Linked DNA regions of Mus musculus: all the other regions are linked to region 1. The links are chromatin contacts, called in public promoter capture Hi-C maps. All regions are on one chromosome and are shown on one strand. The core of a region is the stretch at or near the end of the contact, and the rest is flanking DNA. Distances in the headings are between cores, read along the strand shown.

Region 1 (3,213 bases), core at 460-2,959:
GTGTTATTTATTGGGGTTAAAAAAAAAACTGTTTTTAGTTGTGGTGTGGTTCCGCCATAGCACACACCTTTAATCCAAGAGCTTTCTGCTTGAGTATTGTAAACAGGATTAAATAAAGTCAACCATAGGTCAAGAAGCAGAACAAGAAGCCAGTTGACAGAGACTGAACATAGACATATTAAGAAACACACACATACACACGCACATGCACACGCACATGCACACGCACGTGCGAGAGAGAGAGAGAGAGAGAGAGAGAGAGAGAGAGAGAGAGAGAGAGAAAGGGAACCCAGAGGACAGATAGACATTCAGAAAGTAGAAGTGGGGGAGGACATTCAATGTGAAGGTTTCTTGGGACAGAGAGAGAGATTTGCGGTGGAACTTCAGCTGAGAAAGAAGGTCACCTGGGTGCTTTTTCTACCTCTCTGAGCTAGGTTTTCACCCCAGCATCTGGCTTCCACTACCTCAAGGAAAACAGAAAGGTAGCAAAAGGTAGTTTCAGGAAGATGCAACAAATGAATCTAAATGAATCTGAAATAAAACAAAAGGTTAGGTGTAGGGATAAAGAGATATTTAGCTACCTTCCAGGTGATGGCTGGGCAGAACTCATTTGCAACCTGTCAGCTTCTTTTTTTGTTTGTTTGTTTGTTTTGTTTTGTTTTGTTTTCCAAGACAGGATTTCTCTGTATAGCCCTGGCTGTCCTGGAACTCACTCTGTAGACCAGGCTGGCCTCGAACTCAGAAATCCGCCTTCCTCTGCCTCTCAAGTGCTGGGATTAAAGGTGTGCGCCACCACGCCCGGCTACCTGTCAGCTTCTTGTAAGTCAATTTCTACCAGAATAGTGTTACGACTTCAATCACAGATTTAAAAAATGGGGGAGGAGAGGTAATGTTTAAGTAGTCAGGTGTCGCAATATTGTTTGGTAAATGATGCTAGGAAACTAGAGGACTGGTCCCCGTCCTCTTTCTGGTGTGTTGTCATTTTTTGTGTGAGTTTTCTCTGAAAATGTTTCCCCCACACGCACATCTAATTTTTTGTTGCCATCCCTCAGTCTTTGAAACCTATCAGTCCGTTTTACCGTATCTCTATTAACATCTTTACTATATCTCTAATTTCTCCCCACTTACCTTTGTACTCTGGGTTGGCCCCTAGAGTTTCGATGTCTCACTTTCCTAATCCCAATCCCTTTCTGCTTCTCTCTTCTTCCTAAATTTTCTGACATGACTCAGGTTCTAACTCTGATTCTAATGACTAACCCTCCCCCCTTTTCATTCATACCTATGTGTGTTCACTTATATTCAGTCTCTCCTAGCATCCAGTCTCCCCCTCACAATTTTCCCACCCCTCTCATCCTCTCCCCCGACTCTGTATGGGGCTATCTCTGCCTTCCTGTATAGACATCTCGTTGGGTATTTGTGTCCCTGTCCCTTCCCCTTGGCTTCGCCACAGATCCTGACCTTTCTTAAACCAAGTAGTGCGGTCGTTACCTAGGATACCACCAGGTTTGGTCCCTTAGTTACCATGGAGTCCCGCTCACTCCTACCCACCGCGCAGAAATACAAAAGAGATCCGGTGGTGCTGCGTTTGCGCACCCACACAGCACCCTCCAAACTACGACTCCCAGAAAGCATTTTGCTAAGCCTTTCTTTCAGTGGTTCCGCAGGTAGCCCAGCGGACGCTCTTTTTCGAACCCGTCGTTGCCATGGAGACGGGGAGACGGCGTCCTAGTGAGAGCGGTGATTGGTGCAGAACCCTGCAAATCCCTGGAAGGCCGGTAGAGAACTGACATTTAAAAAAAAAAAAAAAAAAAAAAAGTGGTGGGGGCATGCGCAGTCTGGAAGGTGGTGCTTGAATCCGTTGCCCCCCGAGAGGATTGTGCACGTCGTCGGGGCCCTGACGCCTGAATTCGTGGCCGGGAGTGTGGGAAGAGACGTCCAGGAGTGCGAGCTGATTATTGCAACCAGCGCAATCCCCTAGGGACGGGAAGAAGGGTAGAAACGGAGGCTGGGGTGGGGGAAGGGCAGAAGGGCTTGGAGCTGCGCGCAAAGCAGTCTGGGATATGTAGTTTGATATGGAGCAAGCGAACGAGAGTGCGCATGTTCACGAGGGCACAGCCTCCCTCGGAGCATTGAAGGAAGGCTGGGAGTCCCTTCACCTCAAGGCCTAGGGAGGAGTCTGGGTAGAGTGGACTCTGGGATTCCAGCTGTCTAGCTAGACCCGGAGCGCCGGTAGGGGGTCCAGGAACTCCCAGCAAACCGGCCCTGTGCTGACGCGCTACCGCGCTGATCGCCACAGGTGCCACGGCGACCGGACACATTGGCACCCTAAAGCGAGGATGCTCACTTAGACTTCTGGGAAATGTATTTCCGGAACCTCTTCTTGCTTTATGGCTGTTCCAAGTTTCTCTCAGGGTTTCGAGTTGACTTAGCACCCTAAAGAGCAGAGGTGTAACCCACAGAAATCAAGCTGCCTCTAAGCTGATGCCACTGCAATAGTAAATTTAGATTTTCACAAAGTCCCAGTTGCAGAAAGTATCATGGGAGAAGTCAGTCCTTTTTACAAGTGAGGAAACTATAGCTGACATAGGCACAGCAAAAGTAGTACCCTTGCAGACTGTTGGTCTAATGAGTTGAGAGCCTTTAAGGGTACCCAGAAGTCCCAGTCACCTCCCAACCAACTAAACTAGAGAGCTGAAGACTTGTATCGCTGTTGGATGTGATGAGTTGGCTTCTGGTATTGGAGATATATGGAAACCTGTTGGCCTGAGAGAAGCTGAGATGGGGGATTGGGTGGAGTAGGGCTGTCCCCTTGATACCACATTGGGAAAGGAATGTTGGGGCCTGAGAGAGAGGCCAAGTCCAAGACTGGGTAGAAAACATTAAGGGACTTGTTTGTTCCACCGCAAAAGGCTGTCCACAGGGACTCTTATTGGGAGTCCAGGAGGAGGCAGCAGTGGTACTGATGTCTGGGTGCAAGTAGAGATGCAGCTATAGAAAAGAATAGGATGTAGGGAAGAGAAATGTTTCTAAGCTTAAGCAACAGCCTGTATTTAGAACAGAGTAAGCTACCAGACACTATATAGGCCCGGCGGAAATGAGGTCTACAAAGCACATGGCTCATATAGAGTTCCCACGGATCTCTGGGGTGTGGCTGGCCTGTCAGTGCCTGTTCCCTCGGGTGTCCTCTTCATGGCGAAGGTCTCGGATGAAAGG
Region 2 (3,213 bases), core at 284-2,783, 9.4 Mb after region 1:
AAAGGCTACCCCTTACACAGCAGAAGACTCCGGTGAGGAGAGCTAGCAGTCCTACAGGGTGCCAGTTGGGTGAGATGGACCATTCTACCTCTGAAACGCTTTCACCCAGTGGATTTCAATTATAAAAGATCACATATCCACATAGGCTGGGCAGATGAGAATGGAAATACAGAGAGATGGCAGTCCAGGTGATGACCGGGGAAGGGAGACGGTGAGGAAGCCCCTAGCCAAAAGAACAGAAAGCTAATCCTAAGAGGGATGACAGTCCCGGAACCGAGATACAGCTGTTTAGAAGTGCTTCAACTGTCCCAACAGAAGAGCACCAACAACTGAAAGCATGGGAGCTCGCATTCCACCGACCCAGATCTAGAAAGAAAAGCTAAGCGGTCCTCACCACACACAGCAATACCTAACCACTTAGGAAGCTTCACCCACCGAGGCAGACCGTGCATCGTAGTGGAGCCTGCATCCCCAAAGCTAGAGTCCACTGATACCCCACCTCAAAGATGCAAAAGATGTGAAGCCAGGAAGTGAGCAATACGGTACAGTCCTGAATCCAAGGTTTGGGGAGGGAGTGTTAAAACAAAACACACACACACACACACACACACACACACACACACTCACAAACCCCATGCTTCCTTAAAAAGAAGATTGGTGGAAAGGGACCTCTAGGAGACTTCACTGCTAGAGCTGTAAGGACTAGGTGGAAACTTTGGCTTAGGCTCCAACTCACAACGTTAACTGCACCCTCGGGTCTTGGGGACTTTTTCCTCCACAAGATCCATCTCTTCCAAAGAGGCTTCCCCCTATCAAGACACCAACAAGCTGGAGCTTTCGGGTGCACTGAGGCAACGCTCCCGAATGGAGCTCCCGGGGAAGGCATGACTGCAGGAGTGGGCCCCGCGCCCAGAGCAGAAAGACCCCTCCGCGGCCCGCAGCGCGCCCACCGCTCCAAGCCCAGCCAGACGCGGAGGAGGACGGGCACCTCGCACCCGGGGCCGGCGCTCTGCCACGCGGGAGTCCGGACGCGGGAGGACAGAGAGAGGAGAGGGTCCCCGCCCGCCCGAGCCGAAGCTGGGCCCGAGCGCGCGGCTTGGGCCCGGCGGGAGCTGAGGCCGTGTCGCGACAGGCAGCAGGGTCGCGGAGCAAGAAGTCGGCCGATGGAGCTGAGGGAAGAGGGAAAGGGGTCCGGCCCAGTCGAACCTGACGCTCACCGCAGGAGCTGGCGCCGCCGCTGCGGAGCGTATCGCGACAGGCGAGGAGGGGGGAGAGAGAGGCGAGCGCCCGCCCGCCGCCTTTTTTTTTTTTTTTTTTCCTCTTTCCTCGCGCCCCGAGCCCGGGCGCTATCGCGATAAGAGGGCGCGAAAGCCGGAAGTAGGGTTGGGTTGTTGATAGAGGAAGTGGGCCCGGGATTGTTCTAGACGACCGAGTAGGGGATTCAGGGATCAAGGAAAGGCCCGGCAGCGGCTGCCGACGGCTCCACGGAAGCTGAACGGGCCCGGTCCAAGATGGCGGCGGCGGAGGCCTCCCCTCCTCTCTTCTCCTCTCTGGCGCCGGCCCGCCCCCGAGCCCCGAATATAGGTCCGTCATTGCTCCCGCAGTACGTCGCTCTGCGCCGTTAGGCGCGCCCCATTGGTTCCTAGCGAGAATGAGGCCAACCTCTTCATTATGATTGGCTGATCTCGGCAAGGCGCGGCGTTCGATTGGCCTCCCGCTCAGCTTGCTTGGATTGGCTCGGGTATTTCTTCCCAGCTCCTCCTCCTCCTCCCCTCCTCGGAGCACAACACGCCAGCGCGAGGACCTGGGTGTCAATCAGGAAGCCTGTGTCGTGCTGATTGGATGTGTCCGCCCCCTTACCCTAAATCAATTGGCAGCGGGGAGGAGTCAGGGTGAGGGGCGGGAAGTTACTCGTCAAGTTTAAAGGCAGCTGTAATTGGTTGCGAGGTGTATTCTACCCTGAACTCATTGGTTAGCTATGAATGTGGGTAGAGGAAAACGACAAAAAGCATAGCGTGTGAGTGTTAAAGGAAGCTTATCTAGTGGGAGACGGAGAGGTGCCAGAGGGTTGGGGATAGTAAACCCAAGTCATCTACCAATCAAAAGAGCCGCCAGCCCTAAGGGGAGGAGCTAGACAAACACCCCGCCCCTTCCCTCGGTTAGCCAATAGGGTAGCTATTAACCTGCCGACAGGTGTGGTTGTCGGAGCATCCTTCCTTTGCCTGTCTAGGCTGTTATCTGATCCTCGTAGTTATTCCCCAAGCGCGTTTGCTTGGTATATCTCTAAAACTCAGTGCTTTCTAAAGGATGAAAGAAAGAAAGAAGGAATCAGGAACATTGCAGAAGCGACTGAGAAACACAAGGCGTGGGACTGACGTTTCTCTGGTTAAGTTAGCAGACTGGGACCTTCCCTGGAGTTGCAAGGACTCCAGCTGTAGAGGAAACTGCGCTTTGCCCTACCTCGGTTACATCTGTAATGACTACTCACTAGAGTTCTGCTATGCTTCTTAAGGAGTAAACTTCTCCGACCACCCTTGCCGAGTGCTTAGGTGAGCCTCTGGTTTAATTTTGTTTGATTCCTGCCGTTTTTACACATACTTGAGTCTCACTCTCTGGATTTCTCGTTGTTTAGTACCCATGAAGCACTCCATAGCCCTTTGCTGACTAGGTTGCAAACGTGAGCACCACGTTTTCATGAATTGGGGAAACTCGATCTATCTCTGCCTACTATGTGGAGGAAAAGAAGATAAATCCACACTTGAAGAGAACGTGCACGTGCATTTCACCGCATCAGAATGGCATGAAGCAAGAGAGAAAAAATGGCTTATAAAAAGGCATATTCTTCGGCTGGAAAGATGGCTCAGCAGTTAAGAACATTTTCCTGCAGAGGACCAGTTCCCACAGGGTGGCTTGCATGCTTGTAACTTCAGTTCCAGATCTGACTCTTTCAGCTGGCATCTGCTGGTGCACTTAAGCTCACACATTTATGTAATTTTTAGATGCATATTCTTAGGGTCACATAGACTTAAGAAGGTGAAACCTAGGGACCAGTGTTTGTCCAGATTTTTTAAACAGCTTCTACACTCTCTCGAGTTTGTTATTCATTCAGTTTTGCTATTTCATGCGGGCCCAAGAATGGGGAACTGCTTCTAGCTCTATCAGGAATCCCTGCCAAATTATTAAGATGCAGCTTCCTTCTTATCTAGGCGGTCC
Region 3 (3,213 bases), core at 279-2,778, 8.9 Mb after region 1:
AGCTCCAAGGGATCTGAGGCTTCTTCTGACCTTGACGAACATGGGTGACACACACTCACTCACACCCACATAAGCTCACATACATTAAAGGAAAGCTCAAAGGGGAAGCTTGCCCCTCCATCCTAGCCCCCACAATGAGCATTTTTCCCCCAAGCTGTGCAAGGACCCGTTGTGTCTTGTTCCTCTTGCAATGGGCTGTGTTCCCTTAGCCCTACTAACCAGTCTGCAGCACGCTGATCACCCACGTTGGCCGCCATCTGGACCTTGGGGTGTAGGGAATAGACCTCGGGAGCCAGGCTGCTTTTTAAATGTCTATAAGAAAAGAGATCAATTAGCCCCAAGAGAAGATAGGCTAGAAAGAGAGGGTATCTCATAGAAGGGAACACTGGCAAAGAATGGAAAGGAAAGCAAGTGTGGTGGCTCATGACCATAATGCCAGCAATCTTTTGGGAGTTCCAATACCCATCTGGGCTACAAGTTACAGTCCTGTCTCAAAAACAAACAGCTTAAAGAATCAGAATCAGTTCCTAGTGTGGAGTGAAGAGACCTGAGCATGAAAGGAAACACCTCCCTTGGAGGCCGAGACTAGCCTGTAGGATATGAAAATGAAAGACAAAGAAGCTGAGACTTGCATTACGAGTGTGGCTGTGAGGGAGACCTGACTCAAGTGGTGGATGCAGAAACCTCAGTCCTGGATAGGAAATCTAAAGATACTTCTACTACAGCAAGAGGAAGGCTCTCCAGTGACTGAAGTACTAGCTACAAAGAAGTTTGGGGAGAGGGAAGCCTTTGGGGATACTCTGAGGAGGAAGGAATTGAGACTGGGAGAACACTGGAGAATAGAGCAAAGTTTTCAAAGAAAAAGGTAAAGTATGGATATCCCGCTGAGCAGCCAGGTGAAGGTGCAGGAGACTCCTTCCTGTGAAGTCACTGCCTGGCAGCACCTACCAGACTCAGATCAATTACAGTCTCCAGACTTGTATGGGATGTTCCTAGGAGTGGGAGTTGGTTTGGGAGCAAACAAGTGGCAATTACTCAAGTAAGGTGTCTGCAGATAACAGAGGCCCACAACATTCTTAAACTATTAGGGGTGGGGTGGATAGTACCATAAGAAATAGGATGGGTTGAGCACCGTGCCAACAGGGCTGGAGCGGTCCAAACAACAGGATTTACAGAAAAGAAGCCTATTGGAGAAACTGAAACCCTTATAGGAAGCCTAAGGGGCACTGACAGGTCTCAAAGGCCTTTAAAAAACCCAATCCGTTGGGTGGTATCAAGGGGTCCTAACTAGGGATGCACAAAAGAGAGCCTCGTGTTCGTAACTGGTATTAGGAGTAAGGGGTCTGATTTACAGACGAGAACAACACGGACTGTAAGCTCAGAAGCACCTGGCTGTCCCGCAGGCATGGAGTCCACGACGCTAGGTGGAGGTTGAGGCCGCCCTGAACACAAGCGACCTCCCTTGTCCCCCGCGACCAGCCACCGGCCGGGCCGCGCTTGCGCACCACGCTGCGAGGGTGGCCTCTCTGGGTTGCCCTAGGCAACAGGAAGGCCAGCGTAACAGCGGGTCAATGGAGCCCGCAAGGGGTGCGTCTAGGGCACTAGGGACCGCAGGGTTCCCAGGGCCAGTAGCAGAGCGGACGCGGACGCGCACGCGCACGTAGGGGAGCCGCCCCCTCCCCCCCCCAGCGTACACCCGGCGCGCATGCGCAGAGGCGCTCCGGCGGCCACACCCTTCAAAGACGCAGGGCGCGGCGTCGGTTGGCCTTACCAAACAGGCCAGGGCTCGCGGAGCGCGGAGCCCGAAGGCGTCCCTGTGCTCGCCCGCCAGGCCTCCCACTACTACCCACACTCACTAGGACCGCTCGCTCCCGGGACTCGTTACCGGCGGTCCAAGGCAGCTTCAAGACAACCAAGACAGCGCTCAGTCACCGGCTGGCTCTAGTCTGGGGCTCGAACGTCCTGACCGTGGCGTGATGACGTTACCCGGACGTCTGTCCCCGCCCTGTGTCGCGCACAGCCAATAGACGTCACCGCTCGGCTTGAACCGCCCACCACACGTCTCGCGAACGCAGTCGCGTGTTGGCGTTTGTCAGCAAGCCGGAAGCTGGCCCTAGACGGTGGCCCCGTGGGGACAAGTACCTCCCAGCCTCTCGTGCGCGCTCACAACAGCTTAGTTTTGACTCAGCAGTCAATAGTCTCTCAGATGTAACGCATAGGGACAGGAGTTGTGAGGCTGCGCACTGCGCTAGGACGATTTAAAATAAATGAATATATAAGCGGGTGGAGGGAAATGGGATAAGGTGAATCCTCCCTTGGAAGGTTTATTTAGTGAGTAAAATTGGAAAGGCGCACCTGGCGTAGGGAACAGCGAGTGCGAACCAAAGGAAGCGGGAAACGCGTCGCTTGAGGAATGGGAGTAGCCACTGGACTGTGACGCTGGAAAGGTACCTTGTAGGGTGTTGGGATGGTGAGATCTGCTCGGAGTGGCAGCTAGCAGAACTGTATCTTTTAGGATCAGGATGGCCCTGGAACTCAGAAACCCGCCTCCCTCTTAATGGGATTAAGGTGTGGGCCGCCACTTAAAGCTCACTGTTTACAGTAGGAGTGATTGAATTATGCAGCCCAACTTGGGATCTCCCGTTAAAATAATTGATAAGACTACCTTCTTATCAATTATTGTTCATCAATTGACCAGTTTCCAGTCTCACATTGTACAAGCAACTTTTGGTAATTAAACAACACTTGGATAACTCTGTATCATTTGCTAGTGTTAGCTTGGTAGGTTTCTTCCCATCTCTTTTTTATAATGAACTTTTATTTTAGAATAAATTTTAAGTTTACAGAAATTACAAAAGTAATACAGGAATTGGGCACACTATGCCCAGTTTCCCCTATTGCTAGATTCCACACCTCAAATTCATTTGTTAAAAGTAAGAAATTGACATTGCTCTAATATTCTGAACTAAGCCGCAGATGTGGGCGCTTTTTCTCACTAATGTTTCCGGTGCGCCATAGCGTAACCCAGAGCATCATGTTGCATTTGTCTTGCTTTTTTACCCATCCTGTCAAGAGCTGTTTATTGGGTTTATGATGCCCATTTGCTTTACCACACAACTGAGGTTCAAAAAAACAAAACAAAAAGCCAAACCAAACTAAACCAAACCAAAACAACAACAACAACAACAAAAAAAAAAAAAAAAAAACTGGGCA
Region 4 (3,213 bases), core at 212-2,711, 8.6 Mb after region 1:
TGCAGCCCCAGGTGGGCTGAAGAAAAGTATGTGGTTATTTTGGTCATGTTTGAGGGCCCTCTTTCTGGTATGCTCAGGGAATTATTACCACTAGAAAACGTGGGCTCGTTCTTGGTCTGGAAACTGACTTCTTAGGTACCTTGCATTCTGAGACATATTTGGAAGTCTGGAGCTGAACCCTTTGGAGGCGTGGCCTTGAGACTACATTTCCCAGCTTGCCCTATGTTATCTGATTTCCTTGAACTTTGCTCGGGAACTTTATCGCCATGTTAAAAGATGAGTTTGGCGGTGACAAGCTTTAATCTTGTTTGAGAACTCAATTTCCCGTCGGCCCTTGGTCTACCTGATGCCTTAGGGAGCCCATTCATTCATTCATTCGAAATATTTTTTATTGCCTACTCTCAGGCTTAGTTCTAGTCATTAGGACTAAGAGGGTCTCAAAGAAAACAAATCGAGTTTACTTATAGCCGATGGGAGAGGGACAGATTCAAAACCAAAACAAGTACGGCATGGTGGCACTCCTTTAATTTCATCACTCCAGAGGCAGGAGGAGGCGGAGTTTTGTGAGTTCGAGGCCATTCTGTCTGCATAGTGAGCTTCAAACCAGGCAGGGCTACATACTGAGACCCTGTCTCAAAACAAAAATAACCCCCCCCCCACACACACACACACACAAACAAACAGACTCCTGTAATCCCAGCAATTAGGAGATGGAGACAGGAAGATCAGAAGTTCAAGGGCATTATTAATGAGTTCGAGCGCCATCCTATCTCAAAACAAATCGTAAAAAGTATGCAAAATTTATTTCTATCTCTCAGGATCCGCTATCCGCTATCATTTCCCATGCGCCTTGGGGTAGTCACTTTACAAAGTACACTACATTTCCCAGCATGCCCCAGTAGCCTGTCCGGCCGCTCTACCCAGATTCCCAGCACTCCCTAGGGACATGTCCTCCTTTAGGCAGTTCTCTTTTTGCTTGTTTTTTCGAGAGAGGGTTTCTCTGTGTAGCTCTGGCTGTCCTGGAACTCAGGACCAGGATCAGACCAGACTGGCCTCGAACTCACTGCCTCCCAAGTGCTGGGATTGAGGGCGTGCCTTTTGAGTTTTTCGTTCGACCCCTTCCAGCTCCGGATTTCTAAACGTGCCTCAGGATATATAGCGAGTCTAGCGAAGACTTCCGCTTGTAGAACCCATTTCCCAGCACTTCTGCCGGCCTGCCGGCTGCCTCATTCTCTAACCTATCTGCTCAAGTTATGCAAGGCTCCTCAATGGGGAGAAACTCCACTTCCCAGCTCGCTACGAGGGGCTTCTTTTTAGGCCCTTGCCCCCAGCGATAGCTACGCAAGTCTCAGGCGGGACTCGGTTACCCAGAGGGCTTTGGGTCGGCGCCGTGACGTCAATATACCGAGCGGGGGCTGGGCGAGCTTCTGGGCGGTGCTTGTCGCGCGGCGGTTCCCGGCGGCCCCCGGGGCGGGCGGGTGGCGGCTGTTCGTCGCCCGGTGCTCGCTCGCTCGCTTAGTAGGCGGGCGAGCGGCCGGCGCGATGTCCGGCGAGGATGGTCCGGCAGCGGGCCCGGGGGCGGCGGCGGCTGCTGCGGCCGCCCGTGAGCGGCGGCAGGAGCAGCTGCGGCAGTGGGGGGCTCGGGCGGGCGCCGACCCGGGCCCCGGGGAGCGGCGAGCCCGCACGGTCCGCTTCGAGCGCGCCGCTGAGTTCCTGGCGGCCTGCGCGGGGGGCGATCTGGACGAGGCTCGCCTGATGCTGCGCGCAGCGGATCCCGGTCCCGGCTCCGGCGCTGCGTCCGACCCCGCCGTCCCTCCGCCTGCCCGTGCCGTGCTCGACTCCACCAACGCGGATGGCATCAGCGCCCTGCACCAGGTCAGCGCCCCCGCCCCGCGTCTTCGCCACTCGGGCATCCTCCCTCCTCGGCCCTGATCCACCTCCCCTCGACTGTGCCATCGCTGAGGATCCCGCCTGCTCTGTGGCCGCCTCTTCTCTGTCATTCGTGCTGTCATCTCTCTCCCGTGCATTTTTTGCAGCATCGCTTACTTCCGTGCCTATGCTGGCCGGGTTCCTCCTTTCCTAGCTGGTACTTGTTTGACTGTGCTGAAGTCTTTCCTGACCCAGGCCTGTGGTTTCGTTCTCCTGCACTCTGACTTGACCCTCTTTAGGCCCAGGTCCTTCAGTGTCACTTCTTTGAAGGTCCATCCTGTTTGTGCCTTCCTCTTCTTCCCGTGACTTGTGCTGTACGTTGTGGCCTCAGGACAGTGTACCACGTTGTTTCCTTGAAAAGGCATTTCCTCTGTCGCGTCATCCTTTGCTTTTTTTTTTTTTTTTAATCTTTTCTCTTACCTACAATCCCATGTCCTTAATTACATTATCAATTCATCCCCCCCCCCCCCAATTTGGGGAGCTTGTCACCTCTTATAGAAGTTTCTCCTCAACTCTCTTTCTCTGTTTACATTGTTTGCCTTCCTGGAAACTTGTAGGCATTTGCTCTTCGAGGAGCTGGACCACTTTTCCTTTTGTTTTGTTGTTTTTCCTTTAGACAAGGTCTTGCTATGTAGCCCAGGCCATCCTCAAATGCAGGTCCTTATGTCTCTGCCCTCCTCCTCCTCCTCCTCCTCCTTCTTCTTCTTTTTTTCGAGACAGGGTTTCTCTGTATAGCCCTGGCTGGGAACTCACTGTAGACCAGACTGGCCTCCAACTAAGAAATCCGCCTGCCTCTGCCTCTGCCTCTGCCTCCCCAGTGCAGGGATTAAAGGCGTGCGCCACCATGCCAGGCCCTTCTCTGCCCTTCTTATTTCTGGAATTACATGGCCACTTCACCTATTGTTGGTTCATCTCCTAGACTTTATTTAGGCAACCAACGTCCTTCTTCAAAAAGTGTGCCCTCTCTCCTAGATTTCCACCCTATCACCTCCCAGGATTCTAGAACCTATTCCACACATTATTTTTTTCCAGTGCTCTGTGCCCGAGAGTCAGGACCATCTTGTGTTGTTGCTTGGGTTCTTCTGGATTCAGGATGCTTTTATTCAGTTAGGATGACCGAGAACAAGATAAGTCACACAAGAGCCTACATCCCAGTTCTCCCTCCTGGTCTCAGTGTTGGTCCAATGTCAGTCTTCTGGTGGGCAGCTTCTTTCATGGCAACTTCCATCTCCTGGGTTGTCCTCTCTTCTTGCTAGGATCCCGTAGTTCAGTTACTGGTGGGAA
Region 5 (3,213 bases), core at 253-2,752, 8.2 Mb after region 1:
TCCTACTCCTCTGCAGTCAAAGCTTCAGTCTGTTCTCTCCCCAGCATGGGATTACTGCAGATAGTTTAATTCTCTCTAGATCTCTGCCATGCTGTCATAACTGGATTAACACTTCATGGTTAGTAAGAGCCTCTGGGAGTATATGTAAGGACAGGACCAGGAGGTTAATTATGGGTGAGGGAAGAGATGACCTAAATGTGGGCAGCACTATCCCATAGGCTAGAGGATGGATATAAAAGGAACGAGGCCAGGGTATGGTGGCATACACTTTTAATCTCAGTATTCAGGAAGTAGAGGCAGGTGATCTCTGTGAGTTCAGGCCAGCCTGGTCTATAGCTCGAGTTTCAGGAAGGTCAGCCAGGCCTGCACAGAAAAACCCTGGCTTGAAAAGCCAAAACAAGGGCTGAAGAGATGGCTCAGCGGTTAAGATCATCGACTGCTCTTCCGAAGGCCCTGAATTCAAATCCCAGCAACCACATGGTGGTTCACAACCATCTGAAAACAGCTACAGTGTACTTACATAAAACAATAAATAAATCTAAAAAAAGAAAAGCCAAAACAACAACCCCCGACCCCGGGGGAAAAAGGAGTTCCAGGCCAGTAATGAAATTCTGTCTCTCAAAAAGTTAACAGAAGTCTATGGGGTCTGGAGGTCAGTCACAAAGCTCTCAATAAGGACGTGAGACTTCCCTGACTTCTTCCTCTGGCACCCCTACAGAAACAATGGTGGCAAAAGTCACAAGTCATACTCTAGAGGATCAGGAAGTCCAAGCCCTCGGAGTCAACCAACCTGATTTTGAGGGCTTCCTAACACATAACAGGAGCGCAGAACAAAATGGAGCCCCATAGACAAATTATGTCCACACTTCCGCCCTTCCATGGCTTCCAGGTGAGGTCGCCAGACTCCCAGCGTAACATTTGCATACACAAAAGAAATTGAGACATTTCATTGGTCGAGGTTGGAGTCTATCACACTGAGCTGGCTTCCCATTAGTAGCTTTCAATTCCTACCTGCCCCACAAGTCCAGATCACGACCGCCCCTGTTTATTGGTCAAGGCCCCTTCCGTCATCCCTTTAACCCCTCCAGTCCTGTCTTCCCTCGCTCCGCCCCTTCCCCTGCCTAACCGTTAGTCGCGTGCGCGTCTTTCTCCAGGCCGGAGCGCGCGCGCGCACCCCAAGTCGTGGCGGCGTCTCATTCAAACGGTCCAATCAGCGGCCACGTCGCCTCGGCGGGCGCCCCCTTTCTCTCTGCTCTAGGTTTTTAGCCGCTTGGTTCTCCCAGGTCAACTCCTCAGCCGGCGTGAGCCCTCATTGTGATAGCACTCCTCACAAACTGGGTTCGAACTTCTGCTACTATTCTGACAAGAACAGAGAAAAGAGCGTTGACCGCCCAGCAACGTGCGCGTTGACGTACGCGGTCGAGACGTGCCGTGAGGGGGCGGGGCCTGCGAGTAGCTATAAAAGTGCGGTGTTGGGCGCGCGGCCGGTTCTACCGAGGAGCAGACGTAACGTTGTGAGCGTTTCGTAGCGGACGTCGGAATTAGTGGGAGCGGAGTGGGGCCTCGGGGGCCTCGCTAGGGCCACAGCGGCCGGCAGTTGGGCCCCCCGCCCCGGCCGGCGGTCCGAGGAGTGCAGGAAGGGGGCCGGGGGGACCCGCCCCCGGCCGGCTGAAGTCATGGTGAGTGACGCGGGAGGCCCGAGGGGCCGTTGGGGACTCGGGCAGAGGAGGCGACTGCGGCGTCCCAAGTGTTTTCTGGCCAGCTTCTGAGTGCTTTGGTGGCATGGCTGAACGTCCGGAGCCAGGAGTCGGCCCCAGGGCCTTTCAACAAACGGTGCGGGAGCCCAGGCAGCCCTCGGAACCTTGGGGAGGGCTTTGGGCGCCTTGCGGCCCGCCCATGGGTGTTTTAAGGAGCAAGACATCCCGCCGCCATTTCGTCCAGCCTTTTTCTTTTTGGTGTGTGTGGGGGGGCGGCGGTTGATGGGGTTGTTTCAAGCCTAAGTAGGGGAAGGGCTCCGGCTAGGCCTCAGGCCCACCTGGAACCAGTAGTGGACCCATGCGCGTCTTAACGAGCGCTTTGGGTAGGTTCGGGTACGCTGAGCCACGTAGAAGCTTTTTCTGAGACACCGTCCCGGTCAGCCATGGGGCAAAAGCCAGAAGCATCTTAGGTCCAGTTGACAGGCAGTGATTGACAACCTCGGACCTCTAAAGTCTGGATTCTGGTATCCACCCACCTTAATCCTAGCTATTTCAGGCTGCTCACTCTCCTTTTCCCTCCGTGCCTAGAACTCCAATGTGGAGAATCTGCCGCCCCACATCATCCGCCTAGTGTACAAGGAGGTGACAACACTGACGGCAGACCCACCTGATGGCATTAAAGTCTTCCCCAATGAGGAGGATCTCACAGACCTGCAGGTTACCATCGAGGGCCCTGGTGAGTGTGAGCACGGAAGGGAGGGGCCACTTGACCAGATTTCTTCTGTCTTGTGGCTGTGGGACAAATAGGATTCAGCCTCTCAGGTGCTTATGACAAAATGTGGCCTTTTGCTTAGGCTTGCATTAAGGCTGTCAAGTGTTACTTTCCAGAGACGTGAGGATGCATATAAGTGAAGCAGAAATAGAAAGTGTAGCTGGGCGTGGTGGTGCACGCCTTTAATCCCAGCACTCGGGAGGCAGAGACAGGCGAATTTCTGAGTTCGAGGCCAACCTGGTCTACAGAGTGAGTTCCAGGACAGTCAGGGCTACACAGAGAAACCCTGTCTTGAAGAGAAAAAAAAAAAATGTATGCCAGGGGATCTGAAACACTAATCAATCGAATGTCCCAAGACTAAACAAAAAGCATTGTGAGGGGAAACTGGTGGTAATAAGCTGATTTGCATATTTTAAGCAAACCAGTTAGATTTTTCAGACCTCATTTGTCAACTGAATTTCTATATAGTCAGCTAAAATCAGTTTCAAAATCAGGTGACTGGCCTATAATGCTGAGGGTGTGCAATATGTCTGCCTGGTCTGCTGTTAGCTAGTGTAGCAACTGCCAGGTGTAGACCATCTATGATTACCACTTGACCCAAGCAAGTAGGTAAATGAAAACACACCTCTCATGAGGATGGGGAAAGGCTTGGAAAATGGTTTACAGGAAAAGTTGGTGGGTTGGGTCCCTTTGTCCTGAAGAGTGGCAATGTTGAAGGATGTTAGGATATAATAAAGCAGCCCC
Region 6 (3,213 bases), core at 301-2,800, 8.1 Mb after region 1:
ATGTGTGTTGTATGTATGGGTGGGTGTGTTTGTACATATGTGAATGTATGTTTATGTATATGTGTGTGCAGACACACAGGTGGAGAAGTCAGAGGCCCACCCACAGGAATCGGTTTGGTGATCTCTTTCTACTCTGTGGGTCCTGGATAGCTCAGATCATCAGCCACGAGTCAGGCGCCTTTGCACTGAGCTATCTTGCCAGCCCACAATACCTATACTGAAATGTTTTTTTTTTTTTTTTTTTTTAAGATTTTATTTATTTACTTATTATATGTAAGTACACTGTAGCTGTCTTCAGACACTCCAGAAGAGGGCGTCAGATCTCGTTACGGATGGTTGTGAGCCACCATGTGGTTGCTGGGATTTGAACTTCCGACCTTCGGAAGAGCAGTCGGGTGCTCTTACCCACTGAGCCATCTCACCAGCCCCCTGAAATGTTTTTAAAAAGAAAAAGAAAGCAGCCGCAATGGACTGGCACAAGTATAATACTGCATGTTTCTGGTTTCTCAAGGGTAAATTCCTGGAATTACTAGCATATCAAAGCTTTCCAAACCTCTACTCACCCAGACACGTACAAAAGGAACAGTTTACCCAGCCTCTTGCCAACTATGTTTGGCATGAAGTTAACCCTAAAGAAAACAACACTGTAATGCAGGCAGATAACTGAAACGGCCCTTTTTCTCCATCATATATACTTTGAGATGTGGCCCATGTAGCAGGCTGAAACATTAAAGCTCCAAGTTCCAGAAACGTAGTTGCCAAGGAAGACTAGAGGAATGGCATTCACTCCCATTGAAAGCCAGCTCACTGTCTCTTCCATCCCCTTCATTCCACAGCACTTTGCCCAAAACAAGAGCTTCCCTCGTCACACCGTCTGTGACTGACTCTTGTTTGTCCCTTTTCATCATAGTATGAATTTTGCCTTTATCGATCCAGCACCAAGGACAGAGCCAGCCCACAGTAGGTGTTCTGATAAAACTGGTCGGGTTGTGATCCTGGGGCTTACCATAAAGGGAGAAACTGAGGCTCGGAGAAGAGAGAATTGCTTGCCCAGGCAACCAAGGGACAGTGAGAGTCAGGCTCGATCATAGAGGTGCACTCCTTGTATCATTGATGTTCACTCTCAAGCCTGTATCACTCACTGCTTCGTTCATCTCCATCTCTGCCTTCTTCAGACCCAGCAGCCAGCACAGTGCCTGGCACCGGCAGGGCTTGATAAATGCCTGTTTGTTGAAAGAATGAATGAATATGTGTTATCTGCTGGGAAATGGAGGAGGGGTGGAAAGCTGGATCCAGATTCCCAGGCTTGCAGCCTCCTCCTCCTCTGAGGGTCCAAAGGACAGGCCTTCAGCCCCTTCCCCTCCCGGGATCCAGGAGCCGCAGCTCCCTCCTCTGCTCCCGCCCCCCCCCCCCCCGCACCCCCACCAGGTCCCTGGCCCTCCGCTTCCGGCTTCTCAGCCAGTCTTTCCTCTTCTGGCCTCCGACCAAGCACCGGGTTTCCGGGGGGAAGGCTTAGGCTGTAACACCGAGCCCAGCCTCCTTCTCCACCCCCACCCCTCCCACTACGCTCAACCCCCTCCCTCTCCGCCACCACTGTCCGCGATCGCCCGGCCGCAGGGAAGGAAGAAAGGAGCGCAGGAGGTGGAGGTAAGACCGGCTCCCTGAGACTGGGGCGAGCCCCAGGCCCTGCGCAGAGCAATCTGCAAGGCCTCGACCCGCTGCCTTAGTTCTGCAGATCACACCTACCCGGAACAGATAGACCCCCTCTTGGACCTAGATCCCCCGACAGCCGGCAGGTTCCACGCCCTCCCCCGACACCACGCCCGGCCAGGGGTCTGGCCACAGCTTTCTCGCTGAGGATTTTCTGCAGCCCAGCTCCCAGTCCACTCCTCCCCCTTGTCTTGTGAGTCAGGGCCCCTTACCCAGCTTCTTCCTTCACCCGGACTCAGAGGCTGCGTCTACCTGCAAGAGTCTAGTTCGCCTATCTGGTTCTATCTGAGACCCAGGAGTCCTACCTTTCAGTCTTCTTGCCTGAGACCCAGGGATCCAGAAATCAGCCCTTCTTTAAACCCAGGAGTCCAGGTCCTCCCTCAGACCCAGGAGTGCAGACCCCGACCTTCTTCAGACCCAGGAGCCCAGACCCCAGCCCTCCTCCTTCCGATCCAGGAATCCAGACCCCATTCCTCCTCCCTCAGACCCAGGAATCCAGACCCCAGCTCTCCTCTCACAGACCCAGGGGCTTAAGCCCGGCTACCCACTGGTCCCTCCCAGCCCCTGACTTATGGACTTTTTATTTCCAGGGCCTCTTGACTTTGAATCCCACCCTACTTGGGCCCCAAGGGTGGACTGGTTCCCAGCCCCTCCAGGAATGTTCAAGCCCCAGGGCACTAGAGCAAAATCAATTGGCTGACTTTGTCTCCCTGTGTCTCCTCTGTATGTGTCTTGTTCTGTCTTCCTGACCGTTCCCACCTCTGATATCTATGTTTTCTTTCTCTCTATCTCTCTCCTTTGTGTTTCTCCTGAACTTGGCCCCCCTTTCCTACGTCTCCACAACTCTCTCCTCTCCTTTCCTGTGTCTATCCCCTTCTGCCTCCTCACCACCTTCCTCTCCCGACTTTCATCTGTATCCTCTTCTGAACTGTGGATCTACCTGCCCTGTACCTCTGCTCTCCTCTTCACCTCACCCCACATCTTTCATCTCTTCTCCCCACCCCTGCCTCTTCCCCTTTTCCCCACAGGCATGGATCCACAGCCCCCTCCACCCGCCCAGGGCAGCCCACCTCACCGTGACCGTGGCCGAGGCCGAGGCCGTGGCCGTGGCCGTGGCCGAGGCCGTGGTCGTGGCAGAGGGGGTGCTGGAGCCCCTAGGGCGCCTCTGCCCTGCCCAACCTGTGGTCGCCTCTTCCGCTTCCCTTACTACCTGTCTCGACACCGGCTGAGCCACTCGGGTCTCCGGCCCCATGCCTGCCCTCTGTGCCCCAAAGCTTTCCGCAGGCCTGCCCACCTTTCCCGCCACCTTCGTGGCCACGGGCCCCAGCCCCCGCTGCGCTGCGCTGCCTGCCCACGCACCTTCCCGGAGCCAGCCCAGCTCAGGCGCCACCTGGCCCAAGAGCACGCAGGTAGCGAGGTGGATCTGTCCACGCAGAGGGCAGTGAAGGAGGAGCCTGAGGCCAGTTGGGGTCCGCAGGACGAGGGAGTGGAACAGCCCGCCAC
Region 7 (3,213 bases), core at 302-2,801, 8.0 Mb after region 1:
TAAAATAGGCATGGGCCTTAGTGGAAGGATAAGATGCCAAGTCCCCATCAGGTCCAACCAACATTGGGTGTTGAATTCTGCGGGTCCTGGGGGACTGTGTGCCCCCACCTGCATCCATCCGGGCAGAGGAAATGAATTTGTCCAGCTGACACCGCAAGAAGTCCCTCTCCTCCTCCAGGTCCTCAATGCGCTTCTGCAACCACGAGTTCCTCTCCAGTGCCATGTGCAGCTGGGCCTTAACACTGCTCATCAGGGCCAGGGTTGGGGAGGCGCCCTCTGGAGGCTCTAAGAACAGCAGGGACGGAGGTCATGCCCCAGGGTGAGGCAGTACCCCACCTGACTCCAGTCCCTCCAATGCCCTTTCTCAGCTCACCCTCAACATTTCTCCGAGACGGACTCAGACGGTATAAGATTTGTGAGTCTAAGTGGGGTGCCTCTTCAAAGGGAATGGAGATCTCAAAGGTCTCTTCGTCCTTCACTGCAGAGAGGTCAGCAGAGGTCACCCCAGAAGTGGCCTGAACCTTATAGACCACCCCCAACCATTGCTGTCCCATGGACAGAGGGAACCAGAATGTCAGACCAAGGATGGGAAAAGAAAGGGTCCCCAGGTGCCTCACTTGTCCGCCAACGGTTGTTTCTGTCATTCATATCGAGGAGGCTTCCTGCAGACCCAGCAACTGAGCCCTTGGGGGCACTGGACAGAAGCAGGTCACCAAAAGTCGGCAGTCCCTGGAGAGGTGGAATACCTGTCCCTCCGGAGTAAGGAAGGATCACCAGTCTGAGGGAGGAAAGGACCCATACTTCTGGACAGAGTCAGAGGCTTCCAAAGTATGTACCCAGAGCGAGGGGGCTCAGCGAGAGGAATCTTGGTTGTGAAGGGGCTCGGCCCTTAAATTCTTTGGTTCCTCGTGGGGTCAACACCACAGGGAGACCTGGCCTGAATGAGAAAGCCCTTCATCATGGCCCATCTCCGAACCCAATGCCATAAATGGAGAAACAACCACCCCTAACTTCCATTCTTGGGGTAGGGGGTCCATCCTGCAAGCGTTCCCCTGTCCCAGCCGCCCATTCCTCCCGCACTCGCGTGGGCGAGTAAAGCCCCTCCCCGAAGTGGGAGCTGGGCGCGTGCGCAGTGCGTGGGAGGTCACGCGTGGGGATGCGCCCCCACCCTTTGTCCCACAAGTGGGAGGGGGCGACCGTGGCGAAGGGTCCCAGAATGGGCAACCGGCATGGGGGTGTCGACCGTGGGCACCGTTCCCCGCCTTTGGGTGCTCAGGGTACAAGGGGCCGAGGCCCCGCTCTCACCCACCCGCGCACGGACTCCAGCCCCGGGACCGACGGCAGTGGCGGCGCCCATGCCCAGCGCAGGGGAGCGTCTGCAAAGTGTCGCGGAGAGAAGCGCCCACCCACCAGTAAGCGGGCGTAGCGGCAGAGGAGGGGGAGAACTGGATGGCGGAGCGCGGAGACGTGGGCACTAACCGAATCAGGCCTGCCGAGCCTGGGGCGCCTCTTCCTGGAGCCCAGGTGAGGCCCGCCGTTTGCGCGGAGGTCGGGACCGCACTTGCGCGATAGCCCCTTGCAACACCCCTCCAACCCCCACCCCACACACAACCCCCCCCCCCTCCTTTCCCAAAGCCTAGGCAGGGATCCTCATGAAATTCTCATCCTGCACAGCTGATGCGGTTCCGGGGGTCCTCCGGGTGAGTGGCTATGTGACCAGTGGGCCGAGAAAAGTCAGAAGGTATGAGGCAGTAAGGAAAATTGAAGTGAAATTTGAGTCTCCTTTAATGATCCCTAAGTAGCTGATTAATACATGCATACCTTTAGTCTTAGCCGCTCCAACCTACCATAACCTCCACCCACCCCCATCCACGAAAAGGATTAAAGGAATAAGAGGACCAGGATGTGAGAATGGGTTGTGTGGTGGTTACTTCTCCGCAAAGTGTGGGTCAGGAATAGCCCACACTGGAGCCACCTGTGGAACAGCTACACTCCAGTCCTTGCTCCTCATTCCTCCATGGCCTCAGTTTACTCACCTGTTCAGTGGGAAGTTACTCTTAAAAGCCTTTGAGAGGATGTAGTTGTGTGACATACCAAAGGCTCAGCCCAGAACCGGACCACTCTTGGAGCTTAAGATCCAAGCGCTGTTGATATTATTTGAAGTCAGTCGGTGTAGATGCACAGCCTTTAAGACACTCCCCCTCTCCCTTCCGCCCCAAAAGAAGTCGTGTAAAGAGGCTATCTGCATAGGGCACATACACACACACAATCAGAGGAAAGGAGCAGCGAAGACATGTTTATTAGACCTACACTGCCTCTCCGGTTCACAAGCAGCATCCTCTTTGGGGTTCTGAAGCCCTAAGAGGCATGACTTAAACCATCCTTGCAGAGGAAGACTGAATGTGTCAACCAAGACTAAGCAGTTCATTTTTACAAATAAACTGCATCCTGGGTCAGCAAGTCCAGGGGGAACCACCTGCCCTAGATCAGTATTTCAAACCACAGAGAATTGTATAAAGCCAGGTGAACTGTATAAAGCTGTGCTTATGCTCTAAGATGCTATTTTTTTAAGTATATTAATGTGGATTGTAGTTTGGGTGGGGAAGGGGTAGTGTTCAGAACCTTTTTCCCAAAGATGCTAGGAATGTTGCGCAGTGTGTAAGGTGCCTAGCATGCACAAAGCCCAGAGTTTCAGTATTCTGGAAGTGGAGGCAAGATCATAAATCCAATGTCACCCTGAACTACATTACAACCTTATCTAAATAAATAAATAAATAAATGGCAGGTTTGGGGAAACTGAAGTAGGCCTAACTCCCAGAGGAAAACGGCAGACTTTCCCATTACCCAGTCAAGGTCTTTGTTCCAGATAGCATAAACTAAAATGTCTCCCAAAATGTAAGTAAGGATTGAGAATGGGGTGTGGTGTGCATTGAGTGTTCAATATAAGGTCCCTACTTCCAGTGTCAAAATAGAGACCTCTGACTACCCACTAAAACTTCCCAGGCAAGAGTTTCCCCAAACAGCATGGTCCTCCCTTCCTCCTATCAGGAATCCGTAATAATAAATATCCCAACTGTTCAAGGGGCAGGGCTGTTCTCTATGAGGGCTCGTTTCCATATACCTCCAAAGCACTATGATGCCCTGACAGCTCAGAGACTCTTCGAGGCAAGGCTGGGTTTGTGTCTAGGGCTCTGAAAGCCAGGCTGGCACTCA

The links. Promoter capture Hi-C pulls out the DNA fragments that hold promoters and counts their contacts.
Region 2: a promoter capture Hi-C map of pre-B cells shows a contact between it and region 1. The contact joins the promoter of Cnot3 here to the promoter of Mzf1 in region 1. A contact is called at or near these places in 3 of 39 promoter capture datasets (cranial neural crest, maxillary cranial neural crest and pre-B cells) and 1 of 484 Hi-C or Micro-C datasets (B cells).
Region 3: a contact with region 1 is called in a promoter capture Hi-C map of hippocampal neurons, with 4 times the contacts expected there. The contact joins the promoter of Leng8 here to the promoter of Mzf1 in region 1. A contact is called at or near these places in 5 of 39 promoter capture datasets (cranial neural crest, frontonasal cranial neural crest, hippocampal neurons and 2 more) and 3 of 484 Hi-C or Micro-C datasets (cerebellum, cerebral cortex and rod photoreceptor).
Region 4: a promoter capture Hi-C map of pre-B cells shows a contact between it and region 1. The contact joins the promoter of Ppp1r12c here to the promoter of Mzf1 in region 1. A contact is called at or near these places in 4 of 39 promoter capture datasets (cranial neural crest, frontonasal cranial neural crest, maxillary cranial neural crest and 1 more).
Region 5: a promoter capture Hi-C map of pre-B cells shows a contact between it and region 1. The contact joins the promoter of Ube2s here to the promoter of Mzf1 in region 1. A contact is called at or near these places in 3 of 39 promoter capture datasets (cranial neural crest, frontonasal cranial neural crest and pre-B cells).
Region 6: a contact with region 1 is called in a promoter capture Hi-C map of second pharyngeal arch cranial neural crest. The contact joins the promoter of Zfp579 here to the promoter of Mzf1 in region 1. A contact is called at or near these places in 3 of 39 promoter capture datasets (maxillary cranial neural crest, pre-B cells and second pharyngeal arch cranial neural crest).
Region 7: a promoter capture Hi-C map of second pharyngeal arch cranial neural crest shows a contact between it and region 1. The contact joins the promoter of Ccdc106 here to the promoter of Mzf1 in region 1. A contact is called at or near these places in 3 of 39 promoter capture datasets (cranial neural crest, pre-B cells and second pharyngeal arch cranial neural crest) and 3 of 484 Hi-C or Micro-C datasets (CD4 T cells, cerebral cortex and cortical neurons).

The regions. Positions count from the first base shown.
Region 1 is chr7:13,053,260-13,056,472 of GRCm38.p6, reverse strand. Mzf1 (myeloid zinc finger 1) reads left to right here and starts at 1,709. Exons shown (of 6, transcript NM_145819.2): 1 at 1,709-1,992.
Region 2 is chr7:3,643,589-3,646,801 of GRCm38.p6, reverse strand. It overlaps Cnot3 (CCR4-NOT transcription complex, subunit 3), which reads right to left and starts at 1,533. Exons shown (of 18, transcript NM_146176.3): 1 at 1,218-1,533. Gm15927 (a long non-coding RNA gene) reads left to right here and starts at 2,457. Exons shown (of 6, transcript XR_003946711.1): 1 at 2,457-2,549; 2 at 2,633-2,988.
Region 3 is chr7:4,135,795-4,139,007 of GRCm38.p6, reverse strand. Leng8 (leukocyte receptor cluster (LRC) member 8) reads right to left here and starts at 1,528. Exons shown (of 16, transcript NM_001374609.1): 1 at 1,389-1,528; 2 at 220-312. The coding sequence starts at 257. It overlaps D030047H15Rik (RIKEN cDNA D030047H15 gene), which reads left to right and starts at 2,082. Exons shown (of 3, transcript NR_033548.1): 1 at 2,082-2,447.
Region 4 is chr7:4,499,928-4,503,140 of GRCm38.p6, reverse strand. Ppp1r12c (protein phosphatase 1, regulatory subunit 12C) reads left to right here and starts at 1,461. Exons shown (of 22, transcript NM_029834.3): 1 at 1,461-1,875. The coding sequence starts at 1,543.
Region 5 is chr7:4,810,629-4,813,841 of GRCm38.p6, reverse strand. Ube2s (ubiquitin-conjugating enzyme E2S) reads left to right here and starts at 1,502. Exons shown (of 4, transcript NM_133777.2): 1 at 1,502-1,679; 2 at 2,286-2,433. The coding sequence starts at 1,677.
Region 6 is chr7:4,994,438-4,997,650 of GRCm38.p6, reverse strand. It overlaps Zfp579 (zinc finger protein 579), which reads left to right and starts at 1,550. Exons shown (of 2, transcript NM_026741.2): 1 at 1,550-1,647; 2 at 2,739-3,213. The coding sequence starts at 2,741.
Region 7 is chr7:5,055,064-5,058,276 of GRCm38.p6, reverse strand. It overlaps Ccdc106 (coiled-coil domain containing 106), which reads right to left and starts at 1,551. Exons shown (of 5, transcript NM_146178.2): 1 at 618-1,551; 2 at 374-478; 3 at 109-285. The coding sequence starts at 648. It overlaps Gm15510 (predicted gene 15510), which reads left to right and starts at 1,161. Exons shown (of 4, transcript NR_166619.1): 1 at 1,161-1,524.